Regions from separate parts of the Mus musculus genome. Here regions 1, 2, 3, 5 and 6 are each linked to region 4. Evidence: chromatin contacts called from public Hi-C, HiChIP or PLAC-seq and promoter capture Hi-C data. All regions are on one chromosome and are shown on one strand. Each heading gives the region's core, a stretch centred on a gene start, on an enhancer-like site or on the middle of the called end of the contact. The rest is flanking DNA. Distances are from core to core; before and after follow the strand shown. Region 1 holds the start of Smn1 (survival motor neuron 1). Region 2 holds the start of Mccc2 (methylcrotonoyl-Coenzyme A carboxylase 2 (beta)). Region 3 holds the start of Marveld2 (MARVEL (membrane-associating) domain containing 2). Region 4 holds the start of Fcho2 (FCH domain only 2). Region 5 holds the start of Bdp1 (B double prime 1, subunit of RNA polymerase III transcription initiation factor IIIB). Region 6 holds the start of Nsa2 (NSA2 ribosome biogenesis homolog).

Region 1 (3,422 bases), core at 610-3,109, 1.3 Mb after region 4:
TTGCTGATGCTGGCATCTATGGTTCCAGATTTCTTTCCTAGGGTTTCTATCTTCAGCGTTGCCTCACTTTGGGTTTTCTTTATTGTGTCTACTTCCCTTTTTAGGTCTAGTATGGTTTTGTTCATTTCTATCACCTGTTTGGATGTGTTTTCCGGTTTTTCTATAAGGACTTCTACCTGTTTGGTTGTGTTTTCCTGTTTTTCTTTAAGGACTTGTAACTCTTTAGCAGTGTTCTCCTGTATTTCTTTAAGTGAGTTATTAAATTCCTTCTTTATGTCCTCTACCATCATCATGTGAAATGCTTTTAAATCCAGGTCTACCTTTTCAGGTGTGTTAGGATGCCCTGGACTGGGCGAAGTGGGAGTGCTGGGTTCTGATGATGGTGAGTGGTCTTGGTTCCTGTTAGTAGGATTCTTACGTTTACCTTTCGCCATCTGGCTATCTCTGGAGTTAGTTGTTATAGTTGTCTTTGTTTAGAGATTGTTCCTCTGTTGATTTTGTTACCCTCTACTAGCAGACGTGGGAGACTAGCTCTCTCCTCTGAGTTTCAGTGGTCAGAGCAGTCTCTGCAGGCAAGCTCTCCTCTTTTAGGGAAGGTGCACAGTTATCTGGTGTTTGGACCTCCTCCTGGCTGAAGATGAAGGCCCAAAACAGGATCTTTCCCAGAAGCTGTGTTGCTTTGGCCAGGAAGGTGGCCGGTTTTCTGGAGCCGAAGATGTCACCGCCTCCTCATTTTTTTAAATTGCAGGTTTTTGTGGTTTTGAGACATTGTTTCAGTGTTCTGTTGGGTAAATATCCCCTAATTTAGCTAAGGCACTCTGCCTTTTACCAGCTCAGTAGGATGTGTTTCCCAGATACTCTGTCCATGTCCGCAGCTGGGAACATTCTCTTAACAAACGATCTACACCCACATCACTATCAGTGTGCCCCTGGTCCAATTTTATTTTGTTAAATCCTGGAACACAAGAACCCACAAATCTCACTGGGCGCTTTTGGGATGCCCTATTGTCTATGCCCTATTCCAAGATCCCCTAAATTGTAGAAAACAGTGGGTTTTGCCAGGCTGTGCCCTGCCCTGGGAGAGTCCATCATAGTTTGAGACAGGGGCTCGCTGCAAACCTCTGACTGGCCTGGAACTTCGTATGTAGACCAGGCTGGCCCCAACTCATACCTGCTTGCCTCTGGAAACTCCACCCTACAAGCAGCTTCTGACTCCATCTTGAGGGAGGTGACTGAAACCTCTGGGTACACCAGAAATAGCACCATCTGCCAGGACTTATCTAGTTTTTTGTTTGTTTTCTACAGGCTGATAGGTGGCTTATTCCTGAGTCAATCTGTAAATTTATTGGGATAAATCAAAACTATGGTGGCACATGGGATATCGAAATTCTATCAGGAAAATCAGACTCAGGAATTTACCAGATATGCCAGATGAAGGAAATGGTCGACTCCCCTTACCTCAACCTTGGGCCCATTACAAAACAGACACCTAACACTGCAAAAGGCCCGATACCAACCCATCGTCTAATAATTGGTGTGTGCATCAAGAACCAGCAAACACAGGATGCCCTTATTGTGAAGGTTCATCCCAAACTCGGGAAGCTGAGGTAGCAAAGGCCAGCCTAGGCTATATAGCGAGGCTGACTTGAAAAATGAAAAGAAAAGGGCTGGAGGGAGGAAAATAAATTGGAAGAAAACAGAGGGAAAGGTTAAAAAAAAAAAAAAGAACTAGAAGACAGGTGGAGGGGAGAAAGAGAAAAGACAGATGTGGGAGGAGTGAGTTGGAAGCGTGTAGGAGGTCTCTGGCTGCCTCCGGGCCACCGTACTCTTCCGGTCCCAGAAGCCCCATGACGGAAGTCGTCATTGAGTGAGCCCGGCAGCGTCCGTGGTAGCAGGCCATGGCGATGGGCAGTGGCGGAGCGGGCTCCGAGCAGGAAGATACGGTGCTGTTCCGGCGTGGCACCGGCCAGGTGAGGTCGCGGCTCGGCGCTAGCACTCGGAGCGCTGCCCGAGACCGAGGCGGTGCGAGCTCGGGCCACATCCGCAGGCGGCTCCTGGTGCAGCTCGGGCGCCGGCGAGGCTGTGAGCCACGCTTTGGTCCTGTGTGACTGTGAGGGGATGTGCAGGAACGGGGACAGGCTGGCTGAAGCAAGGCAACCAGATAGGAGCCATTGGAAAGCTCCAGATTTAGGTCAGGATGAAGATGTTCACAGGGACTTTAGACTAAAATGCTGGTTTTCTGGATCCAGTTTTGTAACCGGAAAGACCAAGTGTTGCAAACAACAGTTGATAAAGTTTGAGAGAGAGGGATAACTAAAGTTGCCCGGAGTAGTTGAAAGTTGCTATTGACTGCATTGCATTCAAATGTATACGACAGCAGATCCGAGGCAGGGTTGGTGGTGCACGCATAATTACATGCACAAACACTTGGGAGATGGGGGCCGGAGGGTCGGGAGTTCAAGATCCTCGGTTACAGCGTGAATTCCGGACCAGCCTAAATTACAGGGAGACTGTAGAAGTAAGATAAACACTGGTAAGTACGAGGGCAAATCAGAGCCAAGTTGGTGGACTGTGCATGTGATCAGTCCCAGCTCCTGAGGCAGGAATGTGAAGTTGAGTCTAGCCTGGGAAACAACATACTCCATCTAACGAAGTTTAAAACATTAGGACCTCGGTCGTCTTATGGTATGGCAACTGATTTCTGCTTGGGGCTTGGGGTGGGAGAAGAGAATTCTGGGCAGCTTTGGGCAGTGCTGCATTTCCTTCTTTGGGGGACAGCCCAGCAATTCCTATTCTGAATAAAGCTTTGCCCTTTGTCCTCAGGGGAGCCCTGGCGGTCTGGTTCTCTCCTTAAAACCACAAGGTTCCTGTGCTAATTTGTCATCGTGGTAACTTCTTCATGCCCAGGGTGATGGGTCATGTTTACAATCTCAGGGGTAATCTTATTGATTGCAGCTTCTTTCTTGTTGCTGTTTTGTTGTTTTGAGACAGGTCTCACAGGGTAGCCTTAGGAGACTTGGAACTCTCCATGTAAGCCAGGCTGGCATCAAACTCAAGGAGATTGCCCCGTCTCAGCCCCCCCTCCCGCCCCCATTTGAATCAGGGACACATTCCATAACCTAAATTGGCCTGGAATTCAATATGCTAGACTGGCCTGGAGCTCTTGGCAACCCTACTGTCTCCAGCTCCGGGATATTGGGATTGTAGATTATAGATATGAGCCATTTTAATTTGTAGTTCATGGTTTTGTTTTTGTTTGTTGGTGTGCTTGTTTGTTTGTTGGGATAGAGTTTTATGTTGTAGTCTATGCTGTCTGGGAACCCACTATAGCCCAGACCAGTTTTGCCTTGGCAGTCCTCTGCTTCTACTGAGTACATTGAGGCTTTCTTAGGTGCTAGGATCTCTGTGTTCGTGCGTGGTGA
Region 2 (3,847 bases), core at 811-3,310, 1.2 Mb after region 4:
GCTAATGGAGAGATTGATAACTATCTAAGTGCCGAGGATAAGCAACTGTGAGGTGCTCAGTCTTAAAATGAGATAGTTACACCACACACACACACACACACACACACACACACACACACACACACGCACGCTTAGGGAACATCATGTAAGAGGGAGTGGAAATACTGGAAGAGCCAAAGGCTGGGGAGGAGAGCTGTCCTCTGGATGTGACATAGCTATTGTGCTCATGAATTCACTGCAGTTGTGGCTACCTAAACAAGACCCGCACAAGACCAAGCCAACGATCAGTCAACATTGTAGCAATTAGCAACAATAGGACTCAGCTAGTTTTTAAGGTGGTATTAAAAGGTATTAGAAGGATATGGGAAGGTAGGTGGGAGGGAGGGACACATTGGGAAGTGTCTAGGGAGACTGGGAAGGGGAACTGGGAACAGATAACATCGAGATACACCAGCTGGGCGTGGTAGCACACGCCTTAAACCACAGAAGCAGAGGCAGGTGATGACCATGCTCAGCTTGGTCTACAGAGCTGATCTACAAAGCCAGGACAGCCAGGGCTACTCAGGAAAATAAAAATCCCTGCCTCAAAACAGACAAAAAGATACACTGTATTTCTGTATGAAACTGTCAAAACTAAACAAGATAGTCCTAAAAATAATAAAATAGCTATGTTCAAGGAAATGGTTGGAACTAGAGATCATCACAGTAGGGAGGCAGGGAAACAAATACCACATTTTCTCTCACATGCAGAATCTAGGTTAGATGTACAATTTAGGGACATGAAAGTATAAGGACTACTTGGAAAGAGAAAAGGAGACAGCAAAAGAGTGGAGAGGAGATAAGAGAGTCATGTATGTACATATAGTGAAGTGTATTTATTACTTTGTACAATTAGTATATAGTAGTTGTATTTTGTTGTAGTGGTGGTGGTAGTTTTTTTGAGAAGTTATTTTGTAACTTTGGCTGTCCAGGAACTGGCTTTGTTGATCAAGGTGGACCGAACCTCACAAAGATCCACCTGCTTCTGCTCTGTGTGCTCTAGGTGCCTTCAGCCCTTCAGGGCTAGGACACCTCTTACCACACAGCCGCACAGCTATCTGATTTCTAGTTAACGTTTCCCAGCCCCAAATGACTTTCATTCCTACACATCCAGGCCAAATACTTAAAATACCGCACAAACAACTTAGTGCTTAACTAAGTTAACTTCTTCCCTGGCAAATAACTGCTGGTTCTATGAATAATTCAGACGTTATCTGTAGAGGCCATGAAACAGATTTAAATGTTCCAGCTTTGATACTTCACAAATTATGAGTTGCTTCTTTGGCCAGGGGAAGCCACTCAGTCCCAAGAAAAGCTATGTAAAGACATTGTGAGCTGTGTATTGTTAATATAACTATTAAGCGGAAGAGTGTAAACTATCGTGCTATGGTAGTTCCTAAAGGTGGCTGCCACAAGACCGCTAAAGAATATACCCAGCCATGCAAACACGAGGACCACAACTTCGTGATTACAAAGTTGCCAAACCGGTCTCGGGCATTTGTAAGTTGTCCAAGCGACAATGCTTTGTGGGGTTTTGAGAACCACTGATTTGAGTGACACAAAATGCCAGTACCAGTCCTAAAAGTGAACTAAAATCTCACTGGAACGACTTCCTTCTGCAAACTTCACAGGACCCTACTGAGTCCCAGAATGACGCCTGAAGCTGCAAAGGAAAGAACAGCAGAGATCCAAGCATGCCCACCCTCTGGCCTCCGATGACTCCGGGGCAGGAAGGCGAACAGGCCTCCAGGACGCTCGCTCAACCTACCTGGTAGGTGGAGGAGGCCGAGTCAGGCTGGGTGCCCAGTCGGGCCACTGAGTCCCCGTGATAGGCACGCTGCGGGGGTACAGCAGCCCGACAGCACGGTCGCAGAGCTGACCTCAGCGCGCCCCACATGGCGATGGCAAACACCCAAAAGAGAAAGAGAGCGGCCCTGCAGCTCGGTTCTGCAGCTCCTGGGGGCTGCTCCTCCAGAGTCCTTGCAGCACCAGCCCTGGTCCATCAGCTCCCAGGCCAGCCCCGCACACGTGCCATCGCAGACCACCTCCAATTGGTCGGCGCTGCGCGCCACGCCTCTCTACTCCGCCAATGAGGCGCAGAAGAGCAGCTGCGCGAGTCCAGGTTCCATCGCGAGCCCAGGAACACTGGGCCGAGTAGAGCGAACAGATAAGTGGCTGCTGTCCTGCCGAAGCGTTTGTCACAAGCATGCACCCGCCTCTAGCCCATGTACTGCAGAGCTTCAGCACACCTGATCATTTTTAGAATGTGACAGATTGTAGACATCAGTACTGGGATCTTCACACCAATAAGGATTAAAAACACTCTGCGAAGTGCCTTAGTGTTGTTTTGTTTTGTTTTGACTCGCACACTTTATTGAATGCTTACGTGTTACTACAGCATGAGCAAAGTAAAAGCGCCAGGAGCATCAGAAAGATGAACAGGCTAAGGAGAGGGTCGGCTGTGCCCTAGGAGGAAAGATGCTGTAGGAGAATAGCACCCGAATAAAAGCCAGATTGGGTAGAAACACATAACTAAGATGGGAGCCAGGCTTGGTCGCTCTGTCTCCCTTGGGGACCATAGACTCTACCACTCTGCAGCTTCAAGAAAGAAGCCCGACCCACAGAAAACTATGGTAAACCAATTGATAGAAGGCTTGTCAAAGTTTCTGTAGCTTACTAAGTGAAGAGTCCACAGACTACTAAGTGAAGAATTTAGAGGCTAGGGTGGGCAACAAAATGAGACATTGTCTGAAACCAACTGTTTTAACATGAATCTTGAAGACAATGTCATCATACAAATAGTGTTGGGCTGAGTGGTAGAACGCTTGCCTAGAATGCAAAAGGCTCTAGGTGTGTGTGTGTGTGCGCGCGCGCACATGCACACAGAGGAGAGAGAGAGTAGGTGAAACATGCCTACTATATTAAATGGTGCTAATTTAGAAGGAGTGGCACTTTGTGTGTACAGACGTGGGTACGGTGTGTGTACAGAAGCACACATGGACACATGGAAGCTGGAGAATGTCAGTATCAAGCCATTACTCTGCCTTATTCCTTTGAAACCAAGTCTCTCACTGAACTTGCAGCGAGGTGTGCAGCTAGAAACCTCTGATCCTTCTGCCCCTGCTCAACCCAGTGCTTTTACCCACTGAGCCCTCCCTAGCTCCAGAAATGGCCAGCTTTTTTAAAATCTAAGAAAAACGAAGGCCTAAGTCAAATCAAAGTGAGTTCACCATGACATAAGCATTCTATCTTGCTACAAGCCGACCCCAAATAAGATCTTGTAATGTGGAAAATAACTTAAAGATTCACATGGCATCCAAGAAATGTAAAAGAAAACAAACCAAAGCAGAGCATTTGAGCTGAACGAAACATTTATTCCTGGCAACGAGGCTAAAAGAAAATAATTTCCTAGCAACTCCAGCACTCAAAAGGTCAATTAAGAGGATCAGCAGCTCAACCTTAGCCCGGGCTACACAGTGAGTGTGCAGGCAGTGTGGACTAAGCAAAAGTGCCCAAAATGTTTCCTCTGCTTTTCACTTAGTTAAAACTGTTTACCTTTGACCCTCCTACCGGTCCCGAGAGTTCCCACTGCTATCCAGGTGCCTCTCAAATTCATGGCTTATTCCTTAAATATATACACGGGTGGGAATAACTACACGACGCGGGCTGCTGAGTCTGTGTAATGGTGCCCATGTTTGTAGGCTAGGCTGAATACTTGGGATTGAAGTGTTAGGGTGTTAAAGTGTACTTGTAATGATGTGTATGCCCGAGGGACTGTACACACATATGCACCTGAGTGCAGTTGCCC
Region 3 (3,661 bases), core at 303-2,802, 1.8 Mb after region 4:
GTCCTCTAATTAGACACCCCAAGTCTGGAGGATTAACTACGATCACCCAGAAAGGTGTGCAAGGCAAACCAGAAGCTTTCCAGATGACAACTGTCTTAGGGTTTTACTGCTGTGATAAAACACCATTAACACATAACTTAGGGAGAAATGGTTTACTTTCACTTACAATACTCAAGCCACACTGCGATACTGAGAGAACTCAGGGCAGGAACCGGGAGGCAGGGGCTAATGCAGAGGCCATGGAGGAGTGCTGCTTACTGGTTTCTCCTCTTGGCTTGCTAAGTTTGTTTTCTTATTATCCAGGACCAGCGGCAGCACCATTCATAGAGACCTGGGCCCTCGGATGTAAATCACCAATCAAGTAAATGGACCACAGGTTTGCCCGCACACAGGTCAACTCAGTGGGGGCAATTTTCTCAACTGAGGTTCGGTCTTCTAAGAGGACTGTAACTTGTGTCAAGTTGACATAAAACCTGCCGGCACAACAGCAATTATCTTTGCCCTTTTGTCTTTATCTCTTTGCTCTTTAAAAAAGACAACGTTTACATCTAACACATGCCTAAGAATGTAGAAGCAAAAACACAACAAATAAACGGAAGGAGATTTGAGGTCTTTAGGGTGTATATAGTTTGCACGGCGGCATCCCGCTGGTTAATTTAACTCCTAAAAGTATGACTCACTGTAACGGATTCAACTCATCTTCACCTGTGGAAAACCGCTCGTTTGAGTTACATCACTTTATCATTTAAATAAAACACAAAAATGTGTAGACTAGTAGAAGAGCAAACTGTGCTACCTAGCAAGGAATCTTCAGCGGTATTTGACCACATCTTAAATATACAGATAAAACCTTACAGGTTGTCCTTGAGCCCCCTGGGCTCCACCTAGCTCGGTCGCAGGTCTTTTGTTTGCTTGGAGCCAGGGAGTTAGGAATGCCACAGCTGTGGCCAGAAAAATGGTTCACTGAGCGTCACGGGGATCGAGCCTGGTCACCTTCACACACGCACAATCGCCCCTTCAGTTGCCTCTAAAGTTTTGCTGCCTCCAGAAAGTGGACTACCGCCACAGATACTTGGGGGTTTGGGGTGGGGGAGCAGCGGAGCTGCAGCCGCGAGCGGACCGACAGATACCCAGCAATCCCGCCAGGGTCCCCCATCTAGCCTCCCGGCACCGCGACTATACCCACCCGGTGCGTGTCCCGCCTTCGCTTTCTTCTCTGGAAAATCCACTCTGGCTTCCGCCCCAAGGTGGCCGTTGTCTCGGTCAGGCCAGCCGGGAAAGTGGCGAGGGCGGCGCCACCAGGCGCCCGGAAGGACGGCGGCGGTCCAGCCGGCCGCACCTGTCGCTGCAGCGAAACCCGCCCACGCCGCCCCCGGAGCCCGGCGCGCCCGCGTGCTCCCGCTTCAGCCTGGCCGCGGGAGGGAGGCGGCTCCGGGGATGTGTGCCCAGGGCGAAAGGCCCACCCCGCGGGCTCGGCGTCCCGTCGCCGCATCGCGGCCCCACTCACCTGCGCGGCCGCCGGAACAGCACGCTCTGCCGCGGGCACCGAAACTGGGACCGAGCTCCCGGGGCGTGGCCGAGCCGCAGTGCCCCGCCCGCCTGGCCACCTAGCTGAGGCCAGGAAGCAGGCATAGCATAGGTGCTACCAGCTCCTTCCCATTTTAGAACATTTGCTCTACTTGCCTTGCCTGGACCCAAGGCAGACAGTGCGCGGTAGGTAATGTTAAAGGATAAGAAGAACAAGATGAAATCCAACGTTTTTAATTTTGATATAAATTATGTAAATACTTTCCAGAAGTATCTAAAATATTCCACTGTACAACATACCAAAAATGGTATCCGAAAAGCTAGATGCAAACTGTAAGTAAGGCACAAGGTTTATTTATACTCATAATTGCATCCTAAACTGTTTTATAAATCAAATTTCCAACACCCCATAAAGTCCGTATATTCTGGATTACTCCTTCACATTTTGATATTTAGTACAACATTCATACACTTCACACCGTGACTTCTCCTCAAACCATTCACAAGACTAAATAAATACTAAGCACTGAGTACTTGAGACCTGCTTTACTTCAAGATGACAGTCGTCAGTTGCTGTGACGAATACGATAAGGAACTGAGCAATTAACAAATTGCTTGTCCTTCAGAGACGTGTTCAAGTACCACTGAATAGACTAAAATTTATCTCTCAAGGAGCAACCTGATTGGCAGGCTGTTCTCTATGTCTCCTCGCTGTCATAGTCCTCTATTATTATGTCTTCCTCTTCCTCCTCCTCTTCTTCCATGTCCACTTTGGAGGAAAAGGGCTGAGGCTGGCTGGCAGGCAGATCGCTCCCGCTGTTCTGACTCAGCGGAAGGGACCAGGTCTCTGGGTCGGCATTCTGAGCAGCCTGCGCGGGTTCACCGGGAGCTTCCTGAGCCGGCTGCCCTCCGCTGTGCGGGGACTCATCCCCACTGTCAGGGTCTATCAGCCCCAGCTCTCGGTCAGTCAGGGCTTCCATTTTCAACCTGTCAGAGTCACAGCGAAGACATCAGTGGGAACCAAACAGAAAACTCCTTGAAATTATGAACTAAGTGGTCTTTCCACTCACACACAAAAAATACAAGGCAAATGACCAACTGTGAATAAGTCCTTTCTGCTATCAAAAGTGTTACTGTCTTCAGCAGAGTTCCTATAGACTAATATTTATATGTATACATTAAAAATGAGCATAAGGGGAGAGGGTATGGGGGGGGCTTTTGGGATAGCATTGGAAATGTAAATGAAGAAAATACCTAATAAAAAAATAATATTAGTAGTCCTGAGGATAGAACCCAGAGCCTTGGGCATGCTAAACAAACACTTTCCAACTCATCTACACCTAAGCCAGTAAAAAGATTTTTTAAATCAGGAAAAAAAAATGAGCATAAGACAGAAATCTCAGGAAACACAAATGGGTCGACTTGACTGTCCAACTAAATATGAAATTTTAAAATAGAAACTAAAGCTGGGCATGGTGCTCACACCTTTAATCCCACACTCAGGAGGCAAAGGCAGGCACTGGACCTCTGAGTTTAAGCAGCCAAAACTGCATAAAGGGTCTCTGTCTCCAAAAAGGAACTAAACCAATGAACTTCGTCCAGCTGTGTGGTATGGCCTATAATATAATACACTTGGGAGGCTATGATAAGAGAAGTTTGAGTCTAGACTCCACTACATAGTGAGACCTTGTCTCAAAACAAATCTATTCTTTTTTGTATTATTTTTATTTTTTATTGTTACTTCTAAACTAGAAAAGGGTACTTTAGGGTTTTGTTTTGTTTTTTATGTCTATAGTTAGACAGCCTAGCTTGAGTTATAAGGCAGTTATAACTGCTAAGCAAGGGTGCTAGGAACCAAACTCAGGTTCTCTGGTCAGTACTCAACCAGTGAACCATCTCTTCAGTCCTAGTTCCTTTTAATTTATTTTTTAATTAACTGACTGATTACTTCTTAAGTCAGGGTCTATCTACATAGCTGTGTCTATCCTGTAAGACAGGCTGGCCTGAGCTCATAGAGTCCACCTACCTACACCTTCTGAGTGTTAGAAAGAAAGATCTGTGCCCAGCTGTTTCATACTTCGTGAGCAGTGTTGAAGTGTTGACTGACTGTAAGCTAATCATACTCAGTAGACAA
Region 4 (3,757 bases), core at 1,108-3,607:
AGTGCATGTTTTATTTTACCTGTTACTTTTAGTAAATAAAGTTTGTATGTTGCAGGGAGGGAAGGAGGGAGGGAAGGTATACCGGTATATGTATCTAAAGGTCTGGCATGGTGTGCCTGGGAAGCAGAAGCAGGCAATCTGAGTTAAAAACAACCTGGTCTACACAGTGTGCTCCAGGACAGCCAGGGCTATGTAAATAGACCCTATCTCAAAAAAAAAAAAAAAAAAAAAAAAGTTAGGGCTAATAGAAATGACACACACCGGTATTCCCAGCAGTCTGTAGGCAGAGACAGGAGGATCAGAAGGCCAGGAAACTGCCTTTAAATAAGTGTGAGGGCACAAGGTTTGGGAGGATTATTCAGACTATGAAAAGGATTCAATAACAAAAAGGCAATAAAAATAATCAAATTTTAAAACTGACAATGGGTCTACAGTTTTCCAAAGAAAAATACTTAAAATGGGGAAAAAAATGTTTGACACCATTAGCCACAGAAAAATGCAAATCAAGAGCACAAGCTGCTACTTCATGTCCACCTCATAGTAACAAAAGATAGCAAGTGTTAGTGAGTGTACATCTACTCTGAGACACTGCAGAGCACGGTGCAATGCTGTAGCCACTCTGAGGAACAGTCTAGCAGTTGACTGAAAGAGTACTCCATCTGCTTCTTGGCCCTTTGGCTAACCATGTGCAAATATAGAGTTAAACACGTGATCCAGTAAATTCCATTCTACAAAGAAAAACACATGCTCTGACACACTTGTATAAAGTGTTCATTGCAATATTACTCATAATAAAAGAGACGTTGCGATGGGTACCAAATATCCATCACCAATGAATAGATAAGTAAAAAAGGGAATGGAATATTATTTGATCATAAAAAGGAATGAAATAGTAATATGTATTATCTCGTGGATTACCTTTGAAAATACTATGGTAAGTGAAATAGTCATCAGAGAGCCGGGTCCAGAAAGGACGGAACTGTAGAAGCAGATCGGTTGCCTAGGGACCGAGACAAGGGGCAAACTGGGAATGACTCCTAACCGGTAAGGGATTTTTTCTGAGGTTATGAAATTGTTCTAAAATTGACTGTGGTGATGTTTGCAAAAAAACAATGAGGAACTCTTCACAGTATACACTTTAAGTGCATGCATAAAACCGCTCTTTAAAAACACCACCGAGTACAGATGATTGCGAAAAGCGAATTAACATTCAAAACAAATAACCATGAACTGATTGTATTCAAGCCCGTGCTTGAGACTGAATTAAGAATCTCAGCTAGCAGTAGCTGGCATGACTGAAAGCTGACTCCTTTCAACACCTTACCTAAATGAAAGTGGTGCCGTATTTGCAACTGTCGGGCCACGAAAACCCAAGTTCGGCCAAGATACCTGAGTAAACACGTAACTTTCCTGTTCATGGCAGAAGCGTACTTGCCACGATCGGCTAACAGCAACTGCACGAAATCACACGGCGAGGAGACTAGAGGGGTGTGGGGAGCCCGAGGAAGGTCCACGAAACCCAACTTCCACGGGCTTTGTGAGCAGGCCTGAAGGCAAAGTCCTGGGCGCAGCCCCCACCAGCCCAGCCGCGCGGCCAAGAGGAAGTGCCGAGCCCGCTCGGCCCTGCACGGACTCTGCGTGGGGTCCCGGGCCTGCGCCGCGGGAAGCCGACCAGCCGGGTGCCCGGCTCCCCGCGCCGGACGCCGCGCACGCACGCCCCGTCGGCGCTTTGTCCCCGCCCGGCGCCGCCGGCCCTCTGGAGTCCCCGCCGAGACTCCCGGGCCGCGCTGCCAGCCCGGGCGCCGCGCGCAGTGGCCAACCCGGAGGAGGCGGGTGGCCGGAGAGCCGTGGCCCGCGGGAGCTCGGCCGGGCAACCCCGGGGCCGTGGACTCTCGCTCGGCCGCCCGAGGAGCCGCCGCCCGCCGCGCACGCAGGCCGCGGGGAGAAACCGAAGCCCGCGGCGTCCCCAACACCCTCCGCTCACCCAGAAATTCTCCACGAAATGCGCCATGACCATCTTGCCGCCGCCGCCGCCGCCGCCGCCGCCGCGCCGGGTTCCGCGTCCGCACCCGCCCGCCGCTGTGTAAACACGGACCGGCCCCTACGGCGCCCCCGCCTCTCGCCGCCGCCGCCTTCTTCCCAGAGACCGCCCGCGCCCTCTAGGGCGCATGCGCCACCTAGCGGCAGGCGCGGCCGCCGCCACCACGGGGCGAGAGCCTGACTGTCGCTCCCGAGTGCGCGTGCGCGCAGCCTGTCCGGGTCCGAGCGTTCGCAAGGAATGGTACAGAGCTTAGTCTGCGCGAGCCTCCGGGGCTGGCGGGAGTCGAGCTACCCGCAGGCCCGGGGGGCGGAGCTAATAGGGCCACGCCCCCTCGCGTCCAGCGTCCTGGCCTTCTAGGATCTCCAGCAGTCCCAGGTCCTGGCAGACTGGGACTAAGGAAACTTGGCAGCCGGCCACCCCAAGGAGACTGGGAAACCTTTGGTCAACAGGGAGCCTCTCCTTGACTGGGAAGTAAGATCCAAAACAAAACTGTCCAAGGCCGGAAAGGGAGGGAACGCCCAGTGTCGCCTGCAAGACTCAGGCAGTGCAGTCGGTCACAAGGGAGCCAGCCGGCCTGGACCGCCTGCCGAGAGCAGGCGTGACCCGAAACGCGACTCTTCCAGGCCTGTTCACAAAGCCCATGGTGGTAATCTTACCAGTTTGTACACCCAGGAGGAAAGGACACAAGTTTTAACATGCTTCGGCCTGATGGGGAAAAGAAATCCCTCGCCATGCCTTTCTTTCCAAAAGTTTAAAAAACTTTAGAGGTCCCAAGTTCATTAAGCTAAGTCAAAGATCTGCAAGTTGGAAGTCAAGCTCCAGAGATGATTTAGTGTAGTTTTAACTACAGTATGAACACCGCACGTCCTAAGATCGTTTTCAAACATGGACAATGTAGCACTTTCTTCAAAGGAAATTATTTGCCTCCCCAAACGATGTATGTAAACACTTTTCATGTATCTTTTATATAGTCGATAGCAAAAGATAACCAGACAAAGGTTGTGCCTTTATAAGAATATCTTTCAGAAATATTCACGTAAAGCTAAGACATCTAGCATCTGCTCAGGAGTATTTGGTGGAAGCAGGGCAGAAGACTAGGGTATAGGAGGAACAAGATTGGCCATACAAGTAGTTGAATGATGGAAAGATGCTATTTCCATATACTATTTTAAAAGGTCTATGTGTATGAGTGATTTGCCTGCATGTTAGGTATGAATTCCATGTGTGTGCCTAGTGCCCAATAAGACCAGAAGAGCGTGTGGGATCCTCTGAAACTGAAGATACAGAAAGTTGTGAATCACCATGTGGACTTTGGAATTGAATCAGGGTCCTCTCCAAGAGCATTAATACTCATAACCACTGAGCAATCTCTCCTTTGTTTGTTTGTTTTTGTTTTTCTTGTATATGTTAACTCTTCCATTTAAAATAAATATTTGCTTTTGTTTTGTAAACCATCAGCCCAGTTATGCTATCCTTGGTGCTTAAGATAGAAGAAAATTCTAACAAAAGGAGTAAGAAAGCTCACCCTGCAAAAGCGGCTGGTACTGGATTCCTAATATCACCAGGCTTAGTGCGAGAGAGGATCCCCGAGTTTCCTTTTTTTACTGAGACCCGCCAACATGGGCCGAGTTCACACCAAGACTGTGAAGAAGGCGGCCCAGGTCATCATCGAGAAGTACTACACACACCTGGGTAATGGCTTCCACAGTAACAAGC
Region 5 (3,574 bases), core at 479-2,978, 1.3 Mb after region 4:
ATATAGTTTATATGCATAGTATATGATGTACTCTAATTGTCAACTAAAATATTCTCAAGCATGTCTCAGGACTATGGCCTATGGGAATTTATAAAATATCAATCATTATGCCTTCCTATATAGTTAACAAAATTTTCCAAATTTGGAGCAGTGACCAATACTGGTATTTCTATTCTAAGCAGAAAATTTTCAAACAGATCCAAGTTTAAAAAAAAAAATGTTGAAATCATGGTGCATAATTGGAATGCCAAAATAACACACAGCACAAACTCTGATTAACAGAAGAAATGCTGTTACTATGCAAACATAAATTGTACCATCTCCCTGTCACTTAATGTGATTACTTACTGGCTTTTTCCTCTGTATATTATAAAACACTACAGTCACCATATTAACCCGTCACATATTTAATTTGTACCATCACCTTTCTCCACTGTTTTGTTTTTTGAGACGGGTTCTCACTATGGGGCTGACTGTCCTAAAGCAGGGTGGCCTCTGCCTCCCTATTGCTAGGACTAAAGTTGTGACACCATACTCGGTCTCATCACCTTTTTTTGAAAGTAATCAAATTTTTTTTTTTAGTAAATTTGGGGGAACTATTCTACCATGTGGCATGTAAGGCAGTTTATGTAATCCTATCTGATCTCACAATATTGTCCTAAAGGAGGTACTAACTTGACACCAGGAACAAATTTTCTCTGAGAACAACCTACTTAAACTTGCTAAGCTAAGTAGGAGCGTCCTAAATTCAAATGTGGTATTTGTCACTAAAGCCAGGCGTCTTGATTCAGGAAACGTAGTTACAATAAAGAAGTATGCACTCGAACCAAAATAAGTAACCTAAGCCTCTTCCCTTTGACTCAGGGGCAGGGCGTTTACCTAACACTCCATGAGGCCTTGGGTTCAACCGCATCACCGCGTGGAGGGAGGAAAAAAAATCAGCACTGGTGCTCTCCTTTCAAAAATAAATATCCACAAAATGAAAATCCCAAAGTGCTTTCAGTGTAAAGTACTCCAGGACAATTAATTAAATTTCCAAGTGATGGTGCGTCTACATTCTTGACTTCAAAATCCTTAAGCCTGGATTCCCATCTCTGTAAGATAAGGCAAGACACTGTCTCCTCGGGAATCTTAAGATCGTGACAGAGTCATAGTAGTCGCACCCTCAGATCACGGAATAAAACTACAACTAGAAGTGGTTTCATCCAGCTCAAATCAAAAGCTTGTTGCAGGAGAGGTGCTCCGTGGTAAAAATCCAACAGCTCAGCTTGATAGAAGACCTTACCTGCTCCCGGGAGCCTGTTCCTGGGGTTCTGCTCCCCCGGAATCCACTGCAGGCACATCTGTGGGCTCCGCTGGCTTCGGAGCTGACTCGGTGGCAGGCTCCGGAGGCCTGGGAGCCTCTGGTCCACGCTGGGGATTGGGAGCGGCGGAGCCCCTGGTCCCTACACCAGGCCTGACATTTGGCTTCACGCTAAGGCGTGCCCTGCGGAACATGGCGGAGCCAGGGGGCCGAGAGCGGCGGCTCCGCGGCCGCGCTCAGCCCAGAGCCCCGGCCGCTGCCCGCAGGCTGACACTCTCACCCTCCCACACGTCCACAACCACCAGTCCAGCGCTGGCTACCGCAGTTTTGCGCCCCCTCCGCCTCCTCCGCTCTCCCGCCACCGCCTCCTCTTCATGACCCTGCCACACTAAAAGCTAAGTTTCTCCTCCCCGCGTCCCGGCTCGCGAAAGGCGCCGGAAGCAATGCGTAATCATTCGGCGCCGACGATGACGTCAGACTCCGGGCGCCGGGAGCCATAGCAACTGCAACGCTCTGTAGCTTCGGTTACCTGTAAACCAGAGATTTTTTTTTTTTTTTTTTTTTTTGATTCGAAGACAGATATTCTTTCCTTTGTAAGACCTTGGGAGTTGTTGAAAAGAGAGAGCGGAAGCAGCTGAATCCTCCAGGTCAAACTTTTTTTTTTTTTTTTTTGGGGGGGGGGCCGTTTCGAGACAGGGTTTCTCTGTGTAGCCCTGGCTGTCCTGGAACTCACTCTGTCGACCAGGCTGGCCTCGAACTCAGAAATCTGCCTACCTCTGCCTCCCAAGTGCTGGGATTAAAAGCGTGCGCCACCCCTGCCTGCCCGGCTCAAACTTTTAATTTCTCGCCAGTGGTGCTAGGGTTTGAACCCAGGATCCCTCACAAACCCTGCATTCTCGGCATGCACACTGCCATGGAACGTCCATCCCCAACCTACTTAACTGAATCTTTTATGAACTATTAAGGAGTTTTCGAGAAGAGTCAAAGTGTGCAAGAATGCAGAGCATGGTGGTGCGTGCCTGCAATCCCAGCACTGGAGAAACCGAAATAAAGAGGTCACAAGTTCCGAGCCCTGGACTATCTGACAAGACTTACCTCAAAATTACAATAAGATAAAATAGTATGAGAGTAGTGCCTTAGCACCAGTGCATCCCCAGAGCATAGAACCTGTTTGTTTTAGGGTTTTTGAGACAGGGCCTCTTATAGCTAAGGCTGCCCTTCAACTCTTGATCCTCCTGCCTGCACGGGCTCAATGTTGAGATTACAGGTATGTATAGGCTACCATACCCTGCTAGGAAAAAAAAAAGTTTTAACTATGAGTATGGAGAGAGCGAGTTTGCGGGAGACTGAAAAGTTACAGGTAGTTATCAGACTCCTGATGCTGGTGCTGGGAACCAAAACTAGGACCTACTGGAAGAGCAGGAAATGGATCTACTGAGCCATCTGTCCAACCCCCAACCTCCGCCAAGAAATTTTTAATTGAGTAAAAAAAAAGGTTGAAATTCTGTGTGAGGAAATCGCAAAGAGAAGCCATGAAACACTTCACAGGACATCCACTATATGGGCTTTTGTACACTTTAAAATAAAAACTGTCAAAAATGATTATACTCCACATTTTGCACACGAATGTTGCAAAATTTATTGCTTCCAGAGATATCAACGGAGCAATAAATAAGACATTGTATGTTACAGAGGAGAAAATACAAAATAAATGAACAAGATCAACAAGAATATATTAAATATGATGAGATTTCAAGGGTGATGGAAGAGTCCTGCGGTACTGGCAGTAGGGCAACTTGACAAGGAAAATAGGTATCAGATTGCAAACCAGCCTCTGCTACATGAAACCTTTTCAGAAGAGAGAGAGAGAGAGAGAGAGAGAGAGAGAGAGAGAGAGAGAGAGAGAACAAACACAGGAAACCTGAAGAAGGTGGGAGTGCAGTTTAGTACTGAGCATCAAATAGATGTAGATGCTCACGACATCTCAAAATGCCAGGAGTAATAATAGCACATGCTTGTAATTTCATCACTCCAGAGGCCAAGGCTGAGACAGGGGAACTACATGAGTTTGAAAACAGCCTGTTCTAAATAGCTAGTTCCAAGCCAGCTAAAGTTACAGATCAAGACTTCATTAATAAATAAGTATTTGAGAAATAATACCATGCTAAAGATACCTCAAAGAATCTTGTAGTCACTGCTGGGACATACAGCTTTCTACAGCAAGCTCTTATGCAAGGCCTTTTCATAATCCTGTGTTCTACCTAAAAATCC
Region 6 (3,927 bases), core at 506-3,005, 1.7 Mb before region 4:
ACTATTTAATGAAGGTATTTATTCAAAATCTACTAAAAACATAAGATTACTACAGGATTTAATGCTTTTTTTTTTACTTTAGATAATAAGGTAAATTACTTTCAGGTCTTTTTAAATTAGAAAATGTTATTTTGCCGGGCAGTGGTGGCACACACCTTTAATCCCAGCACTTGGGAGGCAGAGGCAGGCGGATTTCTGAGTTGGAGGCCAGCCTGGTCTACAGAGTGAGTTCCAGGACAGCCAGGGCTACACAGAGAAACCCTGTCTCGAAAAACCAAAAAGAATGTTATTTTTCAATCGGACGTGGTGGCGCACGCCTTTAATCCCAGCACTCGGGAGGCAGAGGCAGGCGGATTTCTGAGTTCGAGGCCAGCCTGGTCTACAGAGTGAGTTCCAGGACAGCCAGAGCTAAAAGAGAAACCCTGTCTCGAAAAACCAAAAAAAAAAAAAAAAAAAAAGAATGTTATTTTTCTAAAACACAATTTACATAAAACAAGATTTGCCAATTTTAGTTGTGGGTGTGTAGTTGTAATTCCTGCCCAATCATAAATTTCTGTATCCATTATATTCAAGATGGCATATTGATTTTTCCACCCCAGAATGTTCCTTTGTGCTACTCTAAGGTCTTCTTTTCCCATCTTCAACCTTATATTTGTATGGTTTACTCTGCCCAGTGAGTAGAATCTACAGGACACACATCCTTTTGCATCTGGCTTTTTTTAACTAGAATATATCCATTTATGTCTACCAGCTCTTAAGTACTTTATAGCACTTGGCCATATCCCAGTGTGTGGATATAAACTCATTTCTTTATCCATTTACCATATGATGTATATCTGGACTGTTCATTTTTTTCCATTGGTGATTAGGAATAAAGTTGTAATAAATATAGATGAATTCAGACCTTTGCTTGGAAACTGTCTACTGCTGTGTTATCTTCCAAAGTTGGTGTATTATTTTGCATGTTGTCAGTACTATATGGGATCCCATTTGTGTTTTAAATTGTTTCATTGTTAACAATGAAACTGTAGTCAGCATCTAGTTAGATTTGAACCCTCAAAACCAACCAACCTAATAAACAAACAGGCACAAAACCCAGCTCAGAGATTAAAACTAGGTAACAAAACCCTTATGGGTGTTGTTTTCAACTGCTATCACATAAACTTTGCAGCAACTACAAAGAAGGTTTATGGCATTCCACTTTGAAGAGAAACATCCAGTATAATGAGAATGGCAGGTCTGGTAATTCATATATAAAGAGAATGTTTTGTTCCGCAACTCATTCGCTGTTTGGCTTTTTGCAAAGAATATAGTATACTGAGCATTAAAACGGTGTGATGCGACTATAAAGTTATTATCACAAGTCTCAACTGCATTCCATTAGGTTGGCACTGACGCCACGGTAGCAAGATCAGGACTTTTATAGTGAACTCTTGTCTCATCCCAAGATTTGTGTTCCGGGTCCAGAAGCTGCATCTCACGCCAAGGCATCTCAGTTCCGCCTACCACGGTCCTCTCTCCCCGACAGCCCAACCACGCTAACCCCAGGCCCTTCGTCGCCCGCGTCCGAGGAGGCCTCCTTACCATGATGACAGCCGCGGAGCACCGGTCCGCGACCTCCCGGGTCTCAAAAAACTCTTAATTTCTGGATGTCACTGGTCCACGAGCCTGCCTCGTTCAGCCCAGGACGGGAAAGGGTAGTCCTTTAAGAAGGCCGAGTGGAGCGCAAGCGCCGCACAGCAGTTCCGTGACGTCTTTCCGTTCCTAGGCAGATGGGCGGAAATTGACAGCAGGAGAATTTTAGCTGAGACGCCACCGGAACTGCTTAGAGGGCGGAAGGTGCTTATGGAGCTTTTGTAAGCTGGGAGATCCGCGGGTTCCTTCTGCGGGTATGAGGGTGTCTGAGGTGGTGGGATGTGGTACCGTGTTGCCGGTTCCTCTCTTACTCCCCGGCGGACACTAGCAGAACCAGCCAGGCGCCCTGTGCGTGCCGCGGTCTTGCTGGTCTGCCACTGCTGACCTCGTAGCTGCTACTGACAGCGGGTTCCAGACGAGCACTCCCCGGCCTCCGGGCCCCGTCTGCCGGGTCACGGACGTGTTGCTTCATCCATTATGGAGGGCGACTGATTTGTTAGTCTGTTTCTGTCTCTCCTGTTGCTAGCGGATGCACAATTGGTTGAGATATGTTATATGGAAAATAAAACTACTGGCCAGGCCAGGAAAGCAAAAGGTACTTGGTTTTTGTGGACGCCCAGGACTTTCCCCCTAAGCTCTTGAGAAATCCTGTGTAATTAAGGGCAGTTTTTACCTTTTAGAAATCTGTGTGGTTTTTCCACCTTATTATTATTATTTTTTTTTTAAGATTTATTTATTTATTATATGTAAGTACACTGTAGCTGTCTTCAGACACTCCAGAAGAGGGAGTCAGATATCGTGATCGGATGGTTGTGAGCCACCATGTGGTTGCTGGGATTTGAACTCCTGACCTTCGGAAGAGCAGTCGGGTGCTCTTACCCACTGAGCCATCTCACCAGCCCTTATTATTTTTTTTTTTAAATGTGTAGTGCGTACCTGGTGCCCTCCGAGGCCAGAACAGGGTGTTGAATCATAAAAGATGGTTGGGGGGGCTAGTGGTTGCTGGGAATTGAACCTGGTCCTCTAGAAGGGCAGCCAAACTTAACCTCTGAGCCATCTCGTCAGTCCCCAGTTTTATCCTTGTACTGTAGTCACAGAAGTTCACTAGCTCCAATTTGGAACTACCAAAATTGAAAAGTACATCTCAAGAAGCCCTAGCACTTGGAGTCAAGCTGTTGCTTTTTTTTTTTTTTTTAAACATCCCTTCCTTTTTTGATGTTTTCGAGATAGTGTTTCCCTGTGTAGAGCTGGCTGTCCTGGAACTTGCTTCGCAAACAAGACTGGCCTCAAACTCAACAAAGGTCCGCCTGCCTCTGCCTCCAGAGTGCTGAAATTAAAGATGTGCACCACAACCGCTGGGCTTCAAACTATCATTTAAGTCCCCATAGTATAATGTTTTTGTTTGTTTGTTTGTTTAAATCAGAGCTAGCGCTGATTAGCATTCGTGTATTTTCAGGTGCAGTAAATTACGCAATTTCTCAAGCTAGAGTATGCTCCCTCTTCCCACATTGACTCCCTTACCTACTTTAGTTTTTTTTTTAGTTTTAATTTCACAGTTTTAGTGAAGCCTCCCTTGACACCATAACTGCTCCATTTCCCTTCCTTTCTGCAACATCGATGACAGTAGGATGTTGTATATTTCAGCCCCTCCCCCTAGTAGCCCTTGAGTTGGCTAGAGTCTGTGTGAGCACAGTCGTTGTTGTTGTTCACTGCTTTAGTTCAAATACTCCAAAAGCAATTTTAGACACACTTTTTATTAAATATGTGGGTTTAATTCTCATTCAGACCTGTGCTGTCATAGATGAAAGACGGAAACTGAGATTTCTAGTGATGTATCCAAGATTTCAGAAGACCCGAGAGTCCAGCAGCAATCTTCTAGTAGTAAAACATAGATATATTTAAAGACTCATCCAGACAGGAAATAGATGTACTATAGGCGTTTGTCTCGATGGGTTTTCAGAGCACACGTATTTAATCAGCTTCCGGATTAAGAAATCCCTTTAGCTGAGTCTGATTCCTTCTCTCTCTCTCTTTTGTTTGTTTGTTTGTTTGTTTTTCGAGACAGGGTTTCTCTGTGTAGCCTTGGCTATCCTGGAACTCACTCTGTAGACCAGGCTTGCCTCAAACTCAGAAATCCGCCTGCCTCTGCCTCCCAAGTGCTGGGATTAAAGTCTCGCACTACCTGGCTTGATTCCTTCTCTTTTCCCAGCTGTCACTACAGTCACCCTCACACACACGGTATACATTCATAGGGACACATGTGCATAAAAAAGTTTTAAATCTTTTACAATT

The links. Promoter capture Hi-C pulls out the DNA fragments that hold promoters and counts their contacts. A called contact is a pair of places that touch in the nucleus more often than the background predicts. HiChIP or PLAC-seq counts read pairs in DNA pulled down with a chosen protein or histone mark. Capture Hi-C pulls out chosen DNA fragments and counts their contacts.
Region 1: a Hi-C map of B cells shows a contact between it and region 4, with 6 read pairs. The contact joins the promoter of Smn1 here to the promoter of Fcho2 in region 4. A contact is called at or near these places in 2 of 39 promoter capture datasets (the C10 cell line and neutrophils) and 1 of 484 Hi-C or Micro-C datasets (B cells).
Region 2: a contact with region 4 is called in a promoter capture Hi-C map of liver, with 3 times the contacts expected there. The contact joins the promoter of Mccc2 here to the promoter of Fcho2 in region 4. A contact is called at or near these places in 5 of 39 promoter capture datasets (HPC-7-derived erythroid cells, embryonic stem cells, hippocampal neurons and 2 more), 2 of 115 datasets of contacts at active chromatin or transcription factors (embryonic limb bud and embryonic stem cells) and 2 of 9 other capture datasets (adipose tissue and liver).
Region 3: a contact with region 4 is called in an HNF4G HiChIP or PLAC-seq map of pancreatic cancer cells. The contact joins the promoter of Marveld2 here to the promoter of Fcho2 in region 4. A contact is called at or near these places in 2 of 39 promoter capture datasets (liver and pre-B cells) and 3 of 115 datasets of contacts at active chromatin or transcription factors (astrocytes, microglia and pancreatic cancer cells).
Region 5: a promoter capture Hi-C map of liver shows a contact between it and region 4, with 7 times the contacts expected there. The contact joins the promoter of Bdp1 here to the promoter of Fcho2 in region 4. A contact is called at or near these places in 8 of 39 promoter capture datasets (the C10 cell line, cranial neural crest, hippocampal neurons and 4 more), 1 of 484 Hi-C or Micro-C datasets (B cells), 5 of 115 datasets of contacts at active chromatin or transcription factors (astrocytes, embryonic forebrain, extraembryonic endoderm stem cells and 2 more) and 3 of 9 other capture datasets (adipose tissue, liver and pancreatic islet).
Region 6: a contact with region 4 is called in a promoter capture Hi-C map of hippocampal neurons, with 2.4 times the contacts expected there. The contact joins the promoter of Nsa2 here to the promoter of Fcho2 in region 4. A contact is called at or near these places in 2 of 39 promoter capture datasets (hippocampal neurons and pre-B cells) and 1 of 9 other capture datasets (adipose tissue).

The regions. Positions count from the first base shown.
Region 1 is chr13:100,122,996-100,126,417 of GRCm38.p6, forward strand. It overlaps Smn1 (survival motor neuron 1), which reads left to right and starts at 1,860. Exons shown (of 9, transcript NM_011420.2): 1 at 1,860-1,970. The coding sequence starts at 1,899.
Region 2 is chr13:100,013,579-100,017,425 of GRCm38.p6, forward strand. Mccc2 (methylcrotonoyl-Coenzyme A carboxylase 2 (beta)) reads right to left here and starts at 2,061. Exons shown (of 17, transcript NM_030026.2): 1 at 1,808-2,061. The coding sequence starts at 1,936.
Region 3 is chr13:100,615,419-100,619,079 of GRCm38.p6, forward strand. Marveld2 (MARVEL (membrane-associating) domain containing 2) reads right to left here and starts at 1,553. Exons shown (of 7, transcript NM_001038602.4): 1 at 1,508-1,553. It overlaps Rad17 (RAD17 checkpoint clamp loader component), which reads right to left. Exons shown (of 17, transcript NM_001044371.2): 17 at 1,746-2,514. The coding sequence ends at 2,226.
Region 4 is chr13:98,813,092-98,816,848 of GRCm38.p6, forward strand. Fcho2 (FCH domain only 2) reads right to left here and starts at 2,358. Exons shown (of 26, transcript NM_172591.3): 1 at 1,985-2,358. The coding sequence starts at 2,017. It overlaps Gm34995 (a long non-coding RNA gene), which reads left to right and starts at 2,890. Exons shown (of 3, transcript XR_382806.4): 1 at 2,890-2,978. It also overlaps the pseudogene Gm18134.
Region 5 is chr13:100,102,342-100,105,915 of GRCm38.p6, forward strand. It overlaps Bdp1 (B double prime 1, subunit of RNA polymerase III transcription initiation factor IIIB), which reads right to left and starts at 1,729. Exons shown (of 39, transcript NM_001081061.1): 1 at 1,286-1,729. The coding sequence starts at 1,497.
Region 6 is chr13:97,136,171-97,140,097 of GRCm38.p6, forward strand. Nsa2 (NSA2 ribosome biogenesis homolog) reads right to left here and starts at 1,756. Exons shown (of 6, transcript NM_021552.5): 1 at 1,585-1,756. The coding sequence starts at 1,587. Gfm2 (G elongation factor, mitochondrial 2) reads left to right here and starts at 1,767. Exons shown (of 21, transcript NM_177266.5): 1 at 1,767-1,889.